Linked DNA regions of Mus musculus: all the other regions are linked to region 2. Evidence: chromatin contacts called from public promoter capture Hi-C data. All regions are on one chromosome and are shown on one strand. Each heading gives the region's core, a stretch centred on a gene start, on an enhancer-like site or on the middle of the called end of the contact. The rest is flanking DNA. Distances are from core to core; before and after follow the strand shown.

Region 1 (4,320 bases), core at 259-2,758, 2.7 Mb before region 2:
TTTCTTGTTCCACAGCAACCACAAGGCTGCCTCTTCCTCAGAGGAGGATGTGAACTTGCAATTCCATTTCTGGAAGGCTCACCTTGTGGGCATGAGGTGGTTGTAGTTATAAACTTTCACAAAGGACTTGATCTTGGATCGCTTGGCGATCTTCTTCTTGCCCATGGCAGCTGTCACTTTCCGGGGATAGCGGTCAATTCCAGCCACCAGGGCATGGCTGTAAGGGCGGTCCGAGGTGCCATCGTCAATGTTCTAGACGAGAAAAGGGAAAAAGAAAAGTCACGTTACTGCTTCGGCCCCATCTTAGTAAAACTATGTTTACTGAATACACCCTCCACATCTCTAGATTACTCCTTTAATGCTAAGAGTCAACAGGACAGTAACTCTGAGTTAGCCAGTGTTGACTCCTGTCACAAGGAGATTTAGAAGTCCATCAAGGCTAACACTCAAAGTGACCCCTAACACCTTCCCCCATGAAGCTAGTTAAGGTTAAAGCCCAGACTGCAAAGCGGGCAGCCTAACTAACCGGTTCTAGCTAAATGACAGGAGCAGGAAGCTGGAGAGGCCAGTGGTCTTGTGGCTAGGACCACAAGGGTTTATAAAACTGGTAAGAGGCAAGTAGCAAAACGCTCAAACACACCCAGGGGATGCTCTCTAAGTGTAAGTAGTGTCTCCCATCCTACATCCTCTCAGCTGCCTGCAGCACCCATTACTTTGACCTTAAGTAACTTAACACCTCGAAACCTTAGTGCCGGAAATTAAGTTACTGCAAGAACTATACACCACAGCTGTAATATGTACAATACACAGTGGCCACCATTACTACCCATTATGCATTCGCCAGTGCCTATTGTTAGGACAGATCTTAAATTCCCATCCGGCTCATCTTATCCAGCAGCCGAAATCCGCACATGCAAGCAGTCTCAAGAGCCCCGGGGGTCTGGTACCTTCACGATGACGGCTTTGCGTCCGGAGTAGCGTCCGGCCAGGACCAGCACCACTTTCCCGGGTTTCATGAACTTGCCCATCTCTGCAGAGACAAAGACAAGGAAGGAGCCGCTCACAAGTGTGTAAAGCGGAAGGCCCCGGAGCCGACGTCTACCTGCGAGCCCCGGTCGTAGGCCCGCGACTTTAGATCACCCGCTGCCGACTCCGCCACGCGGCCCGGAGGTCCTGCTCGAGGGATGCGACTCCCCGTGAAGCCGCCAGAGGCTCAGAGTCCGAATGAGCCCAGCAACCCGACCCCGGGACCGCGATGGCGGCGGATTGCAAGACCCTCTCCAGGCCTTTACTCACCGACAGCAGGCAGCCGGCACCCAGCAGAAAGGAAAGGAGGGCACTTCCGCTAACCTTTCACCTTACGGAGAGGTGGCTTCACTTCCTGTCCCGCCTCCCAGGCCCAGCCATGCCCCACGGTTGGTGGTCAAAGTTGTTGGCGGAAGGAGCTCGTCAGGGAGGGTCGGGCACTGCGTTTTTGAACCAAGCTTTATTAGCAGCACGAGCAGCAGACAGGAACAGAGCGTTCCGGTTCCGGCGTGTGGAGGGAGGAGCGAGGATGACACCTGAATGTGAGCTCTGTTCTGTCCCCTTCATTGCTGTAGTCCCCTACTCTGCCACTAGGAGGAGGACAGAGTCTGAAATTCACAGTTTTGCTTTGTAAGACCGGGCTTTGCGGGGGTGTGTGTGTGGGGGGGTGTGGGTGTGTGTGTGTGTGTCAGTGGTGGGCGGGGGTGTGTTTGTGTGTGTGTGTGCTGCATAAACCTGTAATCCCATCGTTTGAGGGGCTGAGACAAGAGTTCCAGTTCTAGTCCAACGTAGGTTACATAGACTCTGTCTTCCATAGGTAAATAAATTACAATTTATTTTAATTTAAATAATTTAAAATTATTATCCATAAGAAACAAAATGACAGCCGGGCGTGGTGGCGCACGCCTTTAATCCCAGCACTTGGGAGGCAGAGGCAGGCGGATTTCTGAGTTCGAGGCCAGCCAGGTCTACAAAGTGAGTTCCAGGACAGCCAGGGCTATAAAGAGAAACCCTGTCTCGAAAAACCAAAAAAAAAAAAAAAAAAAAAAAAAGAAACAAAATGACCTCCTCGCGCACAGTTAGATGAAAAATGAAAAATGGAAAAGATCAGACAGTATCCTTATCTCCAACATTCAACCCGATGATGTCAGATATTGACTACAATAAGCATGTGGTACTCCTAGCTTTTAAAATATATTTTTAAATTAAAATATATATTATATATTTGTATATATATATATATATATATATATATATATATATATACACACATATATGTTGAGATTTAGATTTTGTTTTGTTTTGTTTGGTTTGGTTTTTTTTTTGAGACAGGGTTTCTTTGTGTAGCCCTGGCTGTCCTGGAACTCACTCTGTAGACCAGGCTGGCCTCGATAGATTTATTTTTATTTTTTTGTATGAGTATTTTGCTTTTTTGCCTGCATGTATGTATATGCACCAAGATGAGTGTCTATTCTCCAAGGAGGTCAGAGGAAAATGTTGGATGCCCTGGAACTGGTTTTACAGATGATTGTGAGTCACTGTGTGGGTGCTGGGAATTGAGCCTGGGTTCTCTGCAGATCTTCTGCAAGAGCAGAAACTGCTCTAAGTACCATCATCTCTCCAGCCCCTATTTATTATTACTTCAATATTTTTCAGTTCATTTTTTTTTTTTTTAAAGATTTATTTATTATTTTATGTAAGTACACTGTAGCTGTCTTCAGACACACCAGAAGAGGGAGTCAGATCTTGTTACAGATGGTTGTGAGCCACCATGTGGTTGCTGGGATTTGAACTCTGGACCTTCGGAAGAGCAGTCGGGTGCTCTTACCCACTGAGCCATCTCACCAGCCCCCTTTTCAGTTCATTTTAAAGGACTTATTTTCAGTTATGTGTATGTTGATATGTGGGTATGTGTGAGAATATGATGCCCACATAGGCCACAGACATTGGATCTCCTGGAGCTGGAGTTACAGGCTGTGGTGAACCATTTGATGTGGGTACTAGGAAGAGAACTGGGCTTCTCTGGAAGAGCAGTAGTGCTCTCCACTTCTAAGCCACTTTGCTGGCACTAATTTCTGAGACAAAGTCTTACTCTGTAGCTAAAGCTGGCTTGGAAGTCACATTATAGCCTAGGCTGGAATCCAGCTTTCAGTGATCCTCCTGCCTCAGCCTCGTGAGTCCTGGAACCACATCTGGATTATACTTGCATTTCTGTATCCAATAAATATTTTGGGGGGGGGGTTGAAACAGGGTTTCTCTGTCTAGCCCTGGCTGTCCTTGAACTCATTCTGTAGACCAGGCTGGCCTTGAATTTAGAAATCCTCCTGCCTCTGCCCCACAAGTGCTGGGATTAAAGGCGTGCGCCACCACTCCTTGGCTAAAAATGGTTTTATATTTTTTTTTAAACTGTCTACCCCAAGCTGCACTTGAACTCAGCAATCCTCTTGACTCAGCCTCTTCTATCTGTGACTCCAGTCTTGGGTCACCATCCCTGGCTCCAATTAAAATATTTTCTGAAGCAGGAGGTAGCATTTCCCAAGGTGATGAATAGACCAGGCTCCCTCACCTACCAATTCTAGAATACATTTCACCTGCTCTCTCCTACCTACCAGTTTTTTTTTTAATTTTTTTTTTAAAGATTTATTTATTATTATATGTAAGTACACTGTAGCTGTCTTCAGACACACCAGAAGAGGGAGTCAGATCTTGTTACGGATGGTTGTGAGCCACCATGTGGTTGCTGGGATTTGAACCCTGGACCTTCGGAAGAGCAGTCGGGTGCTCTTACCCACTGAGCCATCTCACCAGCCCCCCTACCTACCAGTTTTTAAAAACATTTTTAAACTCTTTTTTTTCATTTTATTGGAACTTACTTTTAATTGTGAAGTCAGTATGAATTAGCTAAATGTTGATTGTTAAAGAAAAAATTAAGTATGTAGAAAAATGTAAAATATTAGATATAAGGAAGGGACACCTGTTATTGGACTTTGGACTGTTTAGGCTGCCTACATTTTATAGAGATCAACATTCATTTTACACATATGTTGATATACATGAAAGTTTCAGATACATTATATATGATGTAGTTTCTCTCTATGTGTGTGTGTATTAATTGCTTTACATATGTGAGTGAATTTCCCAATTTTACAGAGAATAAAATAGCATAGAGATTTATGGATTGCCAAAAGTCAAATATTTGTAGTTTGGCTAGGTTTACCTGACAGTGGAATTTGTATGTACCCTCCATAAAAACCTCTCTTATGTAGAATGAGTGACTATAAGGATGATAGCCCA
Region 2 (3,922 bases), core at 1,157-3,656:
GTCTCCAAAGACACTTCTTTGACTGGGTGTATAGGTAACACATCTGTAACCCCAGCACTTGGACACTTGGATGGCAGAAAGCAGGAAGATTAAAAATGCAAGGCCAGACAACAGAAGTAGACCCTGTCTCAAAAAAAAAAAAAAAAAAAAAAAAAAGCGCTCTTTGCCAGGGAGAAAAGAAGGAGCCCTATATAAAGTGGAGAGGAAACAGGAGTTCAATGTAAAGGCCCCTCCTTCCCTTCCTCCCAGCTTCTGGCTTCATACCTCACACAGACTACAAAACAACCTTGCTCATTGCCAAGAGCAGGGTCAGGCTGGATGAATTTCTGGGCTCTAGTTCCCTCTTCTCACTAGCTGTGAACTCCAGGAGGGAGTCTTGATCTCTGGCCCTTCCCTGATATGAAAACTTTCTCAGCAAGAGGACGTGGGCAGGACCACCACAGTTGCAAACAGTGCTGAGGGCCTTGGGGGGACCCAGAGCAACTAAAGAAAGCAGGGGAGTGAGCGATATTGAGAGGTAGTACTGGGACTAGGCGGGGTGGAACGTCTAGACAGCACCAAGGGACCGATTTTGGATTTTGAGCAGTCCTCAGATACCCAGGTGGGTGGGGTGGGGTGGGGGTTGCCTGGCTCTGAGCCAATCAAAGGTCTCAAAGAGCAGGCAGCCAGGGACAGAGCAGCTTACCTCCCAGCTCTCCCTCCACACAGTTGGCTGGGAGGAGGGAGAGGGAGCGGAGGCTGACTTCAAAACCAAGTTTTCCTGAAAAGCCTCTGGCCTTGTTTGTCTTAGCTCCTCCCAGTTCCTCCCATGGTGCTCTGCAGCAGCTTCCTAGCTCTGGACCTAAGGGCCAGGGCAGCGGGAGAAATGCTTGCTCCCCCTCTTTTCCAAGCCCGTTAGGCACGAGGGAACAGGGCTAAAGTCTAACCTTCAGATGATCAGTGGTTAACCCGGTCAAGATCATTGACCTTAACATTCAGCTTTCTTTCTCCTTGGTACCCCTAATTCCAGCTTTGAGGGTCTCATGTTGTTTAAGTCTCAAATCACTGAGCTCAAAGTGGTCCTCCTGGCTCAGTTTCCCCGTATGCTTTTCTCTGACTCCAAGGTAGCTTGCTTCCCAGGATTCCCAGAACTCTCTGGAGCTTCCTAAGTGCAAGTAGAGAAAGACTTAAGGTTAAAAAAAAAAAAAAAAAAGCACCCCCCCTCCATCCCCAAGTGTAGAGATTACAGAGGACTTGGAGATAGGAGCAGGGTGGCTGGGGCTTACTCGACTGCTTGAAGATACGTGTCCATCTCTCTTTACAACCCAAGCCCCAGAGAACAGACCCCTTCCCCCAGGCCTCTGTGTTTCTCACTCCTGAGATGACTGCTGCTCTGAGAGAGATGCTAAGTGCTTCATGTGCTCATTTATCCGCCATCTCAGGGACGGGACGGTCACAAGAAATAAGCAGTGAATGCCTGACCTTGAGCCAGTCCCTGAGATGGCGGTCCCTTTTCTTCTTCAGTAAGAGGAGGGAAGATCCTCACTCCCTCCTCGCTTAGTAGGAGCTTGCTTTGCAGCTCAAGTCAGCTTCAAATTCACGACAGTCCTCCTACCTCAGCCTCTCAAGGACGGTGATTGCAGGCACGAGCCACTACACCCTGCCAATTCGGGGAGTTGAGGGGTGGGAGTTAAATGATCCTCATGTTCTCCCTAAACTGTGGGCTTCTTCTGCTATCATGAAGCCCTGCAGAGAGCAGACCCCCCTCTCTCTATGAGGACCTCAGAGCACTTTCCCTTTGTTCTCCTTTTTATTTCCCAGACAAAGGGAAATGACTCACCCCAAAGTCACTTGAGTGGGCAGTGTGGTGTCATATAAGCAAACAGGGAGTCCCTAGGGATATCCCCGTGCTATGCCAGTCCTACCCGTGGGGGCTGGGGTTAGGGTGAAGAAGAGAAAGGGGTTTTATTTACACTGCTTGTCGCCCACCTTGTCACCATAGCAAAAGATGCTTAAGTTCTTGATTTAAGGGAAATCTCTCCTCCCAGCTTGTCTTTCTCCCCCTAGTCACCACTAACCTCAGGGTGAGGTCAGTTCTCCAATCACGTGAAGCTCTCACGTTTGCTAGGTTTGCAGAAAGGGCCTTTTAGCTTTGATCTTCCACGGAGCAGTAAAGCTTGCCAGGCCCTCCCCAGGAATTCACATGCCCTTGCCATACAAGGCTTTCCAAACACGCCACCCTGACTCTTCAGAAAACCCCACCCCAGTCCACTTTCAGCTCCTCCCCGCTGCCAGCAAGCACTTTTGCAAAGCAGAAAAGGAATAGGCACACTCCACCTACATTGTCAGTAGACTACAAATCCCAACAATCCTGGCGGTGCGCAGGCGCACAGATCTCAACGTGCCGGCTGCTGGAAAAGTGTGTCACTGGGGCACGAGGCGCTCCCTGGAATCACATGGTACCTGCTCCAGTGCCGCGTGCGGCCCGGGAACCCTGGGCTGCTGGCGCCTGCGCAGAGCCCTCTGTCCCAGGGAAAGGCTCGGGCAAAAGGCGGTTGAGATTGGCAGAGTGAAATATTACTGCTGAGGAAACGTAGCAGGGCACACGTCTCTCTTTGCGTCCTGGTGCCTCATTTCTCCATCACCTACTTACTTCCTGGTTGCAGCTTCTCTTCCTTTGGGACTTTTGCACCCGGAGCTCCAGATTCATTACCCTGCTTCACTGCGGAGCCTTCAGGAGTGGCATCCGGTGCACTGCAGAGACCCGACTCTCCTTGCTACCTTATAGCCAGAACTGCTGCAGGCTGATTCTTCACACACACACTCTCTGCTCTTCCCATGCAAATCAGATCTCAGGTGCCTCAGCGTCCTACCCTTCTGGAGGGCTGCAGTATAGCCACCCCAAGACCTTACTGCTCAGTGCCTGGAATCCTGATTGCGAACTGCGGGGCTCACTCGTCTCCCTCAGCCATTGCCCAGGGGGCGAGAGAGGCCATCACAACCTCCAGTTTGTGTCAAGGTCCAGTTTGAATGACCGCTTTCAGCTGGTGAAGACATGACGACCCTGGACTCCAATAACAACACAGGTACTGAGATTCTTATCTTTGCTCTGTCACTGTCTCCATTTCCATCCAAGGCTTATGAGAGGAACTTTGTAAGGGATTGGGGATTCCCTCTGGCTGGTGTTTGTTACTGTGCTAAGATGAAAGCCACTAGGTAAGATTTCTAAAGAGGGTTATTACGGCTGGGAATGTGCCTAAAACGCATCACTAGCACCCCCTGAGTTCCCCTCAGTCCGAGAACGGATGAAATGGAGGGTGGATACCAGTGGCGAGTGGAAGAGTTTAGGGAGACTCAGCATTTTGAAGCAGTCTCTGGACACGTCCCCATTTGCCCACTCCTTGCAGCTATAGTATGCCTGTCTCTTTTCCCTTTTCTACAGTTCTAGCCTACTTCCAGGTAGTCTTGGGAAGTGGGGCGATCCGGGCTGGTGGGTTTGCGTGACTGGGTCAGAGTTCACAGGGGAATCCTCAGCGGCAGTGGGGAGCTTCATTTGAGGAGTCGGGTGCTTGGGACTCATCTCCAGGCAGGGCACCCACAGCGACTTAGCCTGGGGAGGGCTCACATGGCTGCAGAGCCGGGCCCACGTGCTGCATTTGTTTTCATTCAGTAGAAGCCGTGGCCGCCATCTCATTGGTCATTGCCTCCCGGCCTCGTTACATAATGAGCTCCGCCCCTCAAGTTGCCGGAGCAACGCTTGTCGCCTTCTCTCCTCCCCTCAGTTGTCCCGGCCCAGCTTGGTTTTAGGGCCAGCCTACGACCCAGGACGCCCGGGAGGGGCGGGGCGAGGGCGGGGTTTTCCTTGCGACAGAAGGGAAGCGGAGAAGGCGGTGCTTCGAGTTCCGGGGTTCCTCGTTGGGGTGCCACGTGCGAGGGGCACACG
Region 3 (4,144 bases), core at 805-3,304, 2.3 Mb before region 2:
TGGTTGTCTTTGGTGCTGTTAACCCTTGGCTCCATTTGACCATCAATCTGAGCAATGAGCAAAGCAATATCATATCCATGTTTATGTCCCTCCTCCTTCCCTTGCTCCTCCTCTGGAGAAGCACTAATTACACAGGGGATAGCAAAGTAGCACTTTACAAATGGCCATGGCGTTCATCCCAAGAGCCACCAGCTCTTCTTACCATACCACTTCCTAACTCCTGTAAGGATGAGCCCAGTTAGTAAGGATGTTGGTAATCAGCAGAGACCATTCTCAAGGGTAGGTGTTCTGCAGCCCCGAATCAAATCATGTGAAAACCCCTTAAATGATCATTGGTTCTCAACCTGTGCCAGCATACTGCCTCTCTGTCTCCCAAATCAGAGCTCAAGCCAAATTCTTCTATCCTCTTTCCCTCTTGCATTAACCTTTGCTGATCCTCAGGGACCACTCCCCCAGCACTTTTGTGTTTGGGTGAGGGATGTTGGACAGAGCCCATTTTTATGTGCTGCAGGTTGGGGGTTGTGCTAACACTTTTGCTCTTGGTTGATGGACAAGATAGAGGCCAGGGAGTGAATAACAGTGAGAAGAGGAATGGCAGGTGCCTGTTTCATAGTCAGTGAGTGTGAAAGTTAGGCATAATAATGGCATCTCCCCACTTTAGGGTTCTCAAATACTTTGGACATCTCTTTCCTTAGAGCCAGGTAGATGTCTTACAGGTGAACTCGATGATGTGGAAAAGAACAAAAAAAGGGAGGTGAGGGAAAGGCTTGGGGTTTTGCGTGTTTGCATGAGTGTGTGTAGCTTCATGCTTTGGGAGTTGGCAAGAGGAAGAGGGAGGGAAGGGGAGCAAGCAAATCCAGGTCTTTTCTTGTACCAGTGGAACCTGCTCTGAATCTCCCAAGTCCTCCACTGTGAATTGGGCTGGGTGGGGGGGTGCAGGGGAATAAATCTTGTATGAGAACAATCTTTTAAGAGACTGCTGTTTCGTTGTGTACTTCCTTGATAAGTCTTCTCATTAATCTGATAATAGCTAATCTGGTGTGGTGATCCTCAGAAGAGGAAGCCCAGGTGGATGTCAGGGACCCTCCTGCCCTTTCTGTTTTTCCCTCTTGAGGCCACGTCTCCCCCCTACAACCAAGACATAAATATAACTAATACCTTGCGGGCATTTGTCAATTGTTATTTTTTTTCTCTTTTAGATTTATCTTTTTGTTTGTTTTTTTAGACAGGGTTTCTCTGTGTAACCCTGACTGTCCTGGAACTCACTCTGTAGACCAGGCTGGCCTCGAACTCAGAAATCCGCCTGCCTCTGCCTCCCAAGTGCTGGGATTAAAGGCGTGCGCCACCTCGCCGGGCTCTGAATAATGGCTTAATGAAGTTTTAGGTTGAAGGACTGAAAAATTAATACTGTGCCCTTCCACTGAGCTGCAAGGACAGCTGCTCTTTGACCGTCAGCAGACCTCAGAAACTAGAAATATTTATTTCAGGCTCCTCCGGACTGGCCACTGTGGTCAGGAATGGAAAGCACCTGCCAGGTGTGGCAGCTCATAACTGGAGACTTCAAGCTTTGTGGCTTGAGTAGCCCCCATTCCTAACCGTCTTTCTTGGGCGTTCAAATGACACTAGGTGTCGAGCGCCCCCTACATGCGACACGAAAATCGTTGGTGTCCTTGGCGTTCACAGCCACCCTCTGACAAAAGTACCTACAGGTCCTTTATACGTGAGAAAACTAGTCCCACTCCTGTGGAGGACTAGCTCTGTGCACCCTTGAGCGGCGTGGTAGATGACCCGGCTCCCACACCACGCGGGTTTAGCTCAAGGTCACGAGTGCTCAAACTCGGCCTAACAGGGTCTGGCGGCTTATAGAAAGGACCGCTCACCACAGGCAGCACTGCGGGCCCAGGAGGCGGCCGCTGACCTGTCACTAAGGCCGGGGACTGCGACTTCTTGACAGCCGCTACTAGGGCTACGGGGTCCCGGAAGGTCCGGGTACTCTTCCGGCAGGCTTCTTCCTTAGCCAATCAGCGTTAAGGTCCCGCCTCCTCACCGGAAGGAGGCGTTTCCCGGAGCAACCGACCAGTCCAGCTCTCGAGTTTGGTGGCGGGAAAGGCCATGAGTAAAAGCCGGGCCGAGGCTGCGGCTGGAGGTAACGGCAAAGCCCGCAAGACCCGGGAGGGGAATAGGAGAGGGGGTCGGAGGTGACCCCCATATCCTACCTCGTCTCCCGCAGCCCCCGGGATCATCCTGAGGTACCTGCAAGAACAAAACCGGCCCTACAGCGCCCAGGACGTGTTCGGAAACCTACAGAAGGAACATGGACTGGGCAAGGCGGTGAGAACCCCCTTTGCGGGGGCTCCCTCCCCGCTGGACTCCCTTGTTAGCCTTGGGTCCTGCCTTCCTTGTCACAACAGAAATCTCCCCCGTCTGGGGTCGCGCTAATTGTTTCACCCTCTCCTCTGCTAGGCGGTAGTGAAGGCGCTGGATCAGCTGGCCCAGGAAGGCAAGATCAAAGAGAAGACCTACGGCAAGCAGAAAATTTATTTTGCCGATCAGGTGAGAACTCAGATTAACACTCACCTGAGAGCTTGTCTGAGTGAATCTCAGCATTTCGTGTGTTGAGGCATGCCGGGCAGTGGTGGCGCACGCCTTTAATTCCAGCACTTGGGAGGCAGAGGCAGGTGGATTTCTCAGTTCGAGGACAGCCAGGGCTACACAGAGAAACCTGTTTCGGGGAAAAAAAAAAAGTGTTGAGGCACCTCACAAAATAATCTAATCAGTGGTATGAAAGAGCTTCAGATACTCTTAAGTCAGTTGTACGCTGCACGCTGCCTTCATCAGTGTTCATTTGAGCTATGAACAAAGGAAGACCCTGACTCACAACTCCTAGTCTCGTTTCTGCTATCGTTTCCTGCCAAATCATTTTTCCTCTTCCTCTGCCCCACTACCCCAAACACATCAAATTTACATTCTCCTACCCAGACTTCTCTCTGGATAATTATTATCCAGATAATATTGAGTACCAGCATCGATATGGCCAATGTTGAATGCTTACTCTCTGCCCCCTAATTGGCTTTCTAGCATTTTTCTGTCAGGAAACCTCTCTTCTCAACCCAGAGATTAGAATGTAAGTCTTTGTCTCTCTTATTTATACACCTGATATGTGTGGCTATTTGTCAATTATATCTGATTACCCCCATCCACCCTCTTTTTTGAGATTAGCCCTCACTACGTGGCCCAGGCTAGCTCAATTTTATTTATTTATTTATTTTGCAGTTGTTAAATCTAACGTGTCATCACTGCTCTCAGTCAGACCCGCCTGTCTAAAATGATGTATTAAGGTTTAATCTTGGATGTTGTATCCTGAATGATCTATCTAAATGCAGATTGAGGCTGGCAAGATGGCTCAAGAGCTCCACTGTATTTTTAGACTTTCTAAAGCATTTGGTCTCACTTATTCTGCTCTACTTTGCCATTGAGCTGTATGCCCAGCCACTTAATTAATGTACAGATAGTCCCCCTGCCTCAGCCTTCCAGGTTGCTGGAGTGAGGAGCCTGTACCACTAGCCCCAGCATCCTCTCCCACTGTTGGGTTTAGGGGTCACCTACTGGTGCTTCCATATTTGAATGCCGCCTCCCCTGATGTGTATTTTTCTCTCTGTGCCTCATGGAATCAGCTATATTTCTCTTGGCTGGCAGAACCAGTTTGACACAGTGAGTGATGCGGACCTCCACGGCCTGGATGCCAGTATCGTGGCCCTCACTGCCAAGGTGCAGAGCTTACAGCAGAGCTGCCGACACATGGAGGCCGGTAAGACTGGGCCGTGGTTTGGAGGTCATAAATTGCTAACAGAATGGTTCCTTGACTGCAGCTAAGACCCCTTTGCCAGGTGCCTATGATGTTGCATTGAAAGAAACACAGAAGCCGGGCGTGGTAGCGCACGCCTTTAATCCCAGCACTCGGGAGGCGGAGGCAGAGGCAGGTGGATTTCTGAGTTCAAGGCCAGCCTGGTCTACAAAGTGAGTTCCAGGACAGCCAGGGCTATACAGAGAAATCCTGTATTGAAAAGCGGGAAAAAAAGAAAGAAAAGAAAGAGAGAGAGAGAAAGAGAAAGAAGGAAAGAAAGACTGACAGACAGACAGACTG

The links. Promoter capture Hi-C pulls out the DNA fragments that hold promoters and counts their contacts.
Region 1: a contact with region 2 is called in a promoter capture Hi-C map of pre-B cells, with 3 times the contacts expected there. The contact joins the promoter of Rpl27 here to the promoter of Nr1d1 in region 2. A contact is called at or near these places in 3 of 39 promoter capture datasets (cranial neural crest, liver and pre-B cells).
Region 3: a promoter capture Hi-C map of cranial neural crest shows a contact between it and region 2. The contact joins the promoter of Psmc3ip here to the promoter of Nr1d1 in region 2. A contact is called at or near these places in 1 of 39 promoter capture datasets (cranial neural crest) and 2 of 115 datasets of contacts at active chromatin or transcription factors (astrocytes and forebrain).

What each region holds. Positions count from the first base shown.
Region 1 is chr11:101,439,433-101,443,752 of GRCm38.p6, reverse strand. Rpl27 (ribosomal protein L27) reads right to left here and starts at 1,508. Exons shown (of 5, transcript NM_011289.3): 1 at 1,297-1,508; 2 at 948-1,030; 3 at 83-252. The coding sequence starts at 1,028.
Region 2 is chr11:98,773,861-98,777,782 of GRCm38.p6, reverse strand. Nr1d1 (nuclear receptor subfamily 1, group D, member 1) reads left to right here and starts at 2,406. Exons shown (of 8, transcript NM_145434.4): 1 at 2,406-3,065. The coding sequence starts at 3,035. It overlaps Gm31862 (a long non-coding RNA gene), which reads right to left and starts at 2,372. Exons shown (of 4, transcript XR_880204.3): 1 at 1,969-2,372; 2 at 686-1,144; 3 at 1-65.
Region 3 is chr11:101,093,345-101,097,488 of GRCm38.p6, reverse strand. It overlaps Psmc3ip (proteasome (prosome, macropain) 26S subunit, ATPase 3, interacting protein), which reads left to right and starts at 2,054. Exons shown (of 8, transcript NM_008949.3): 1 at 2,054-2,146; 2 at 2,231-2,331; 3 at 2,464-2,553; 4 at 3,697-3,808. The coding sequence starts at 2,113. Retreg3 (reticulophagy regulator family member 3) reads left to right here. Exons shown (of 9, transcript NM_026501.3): 9 at 1-1,167.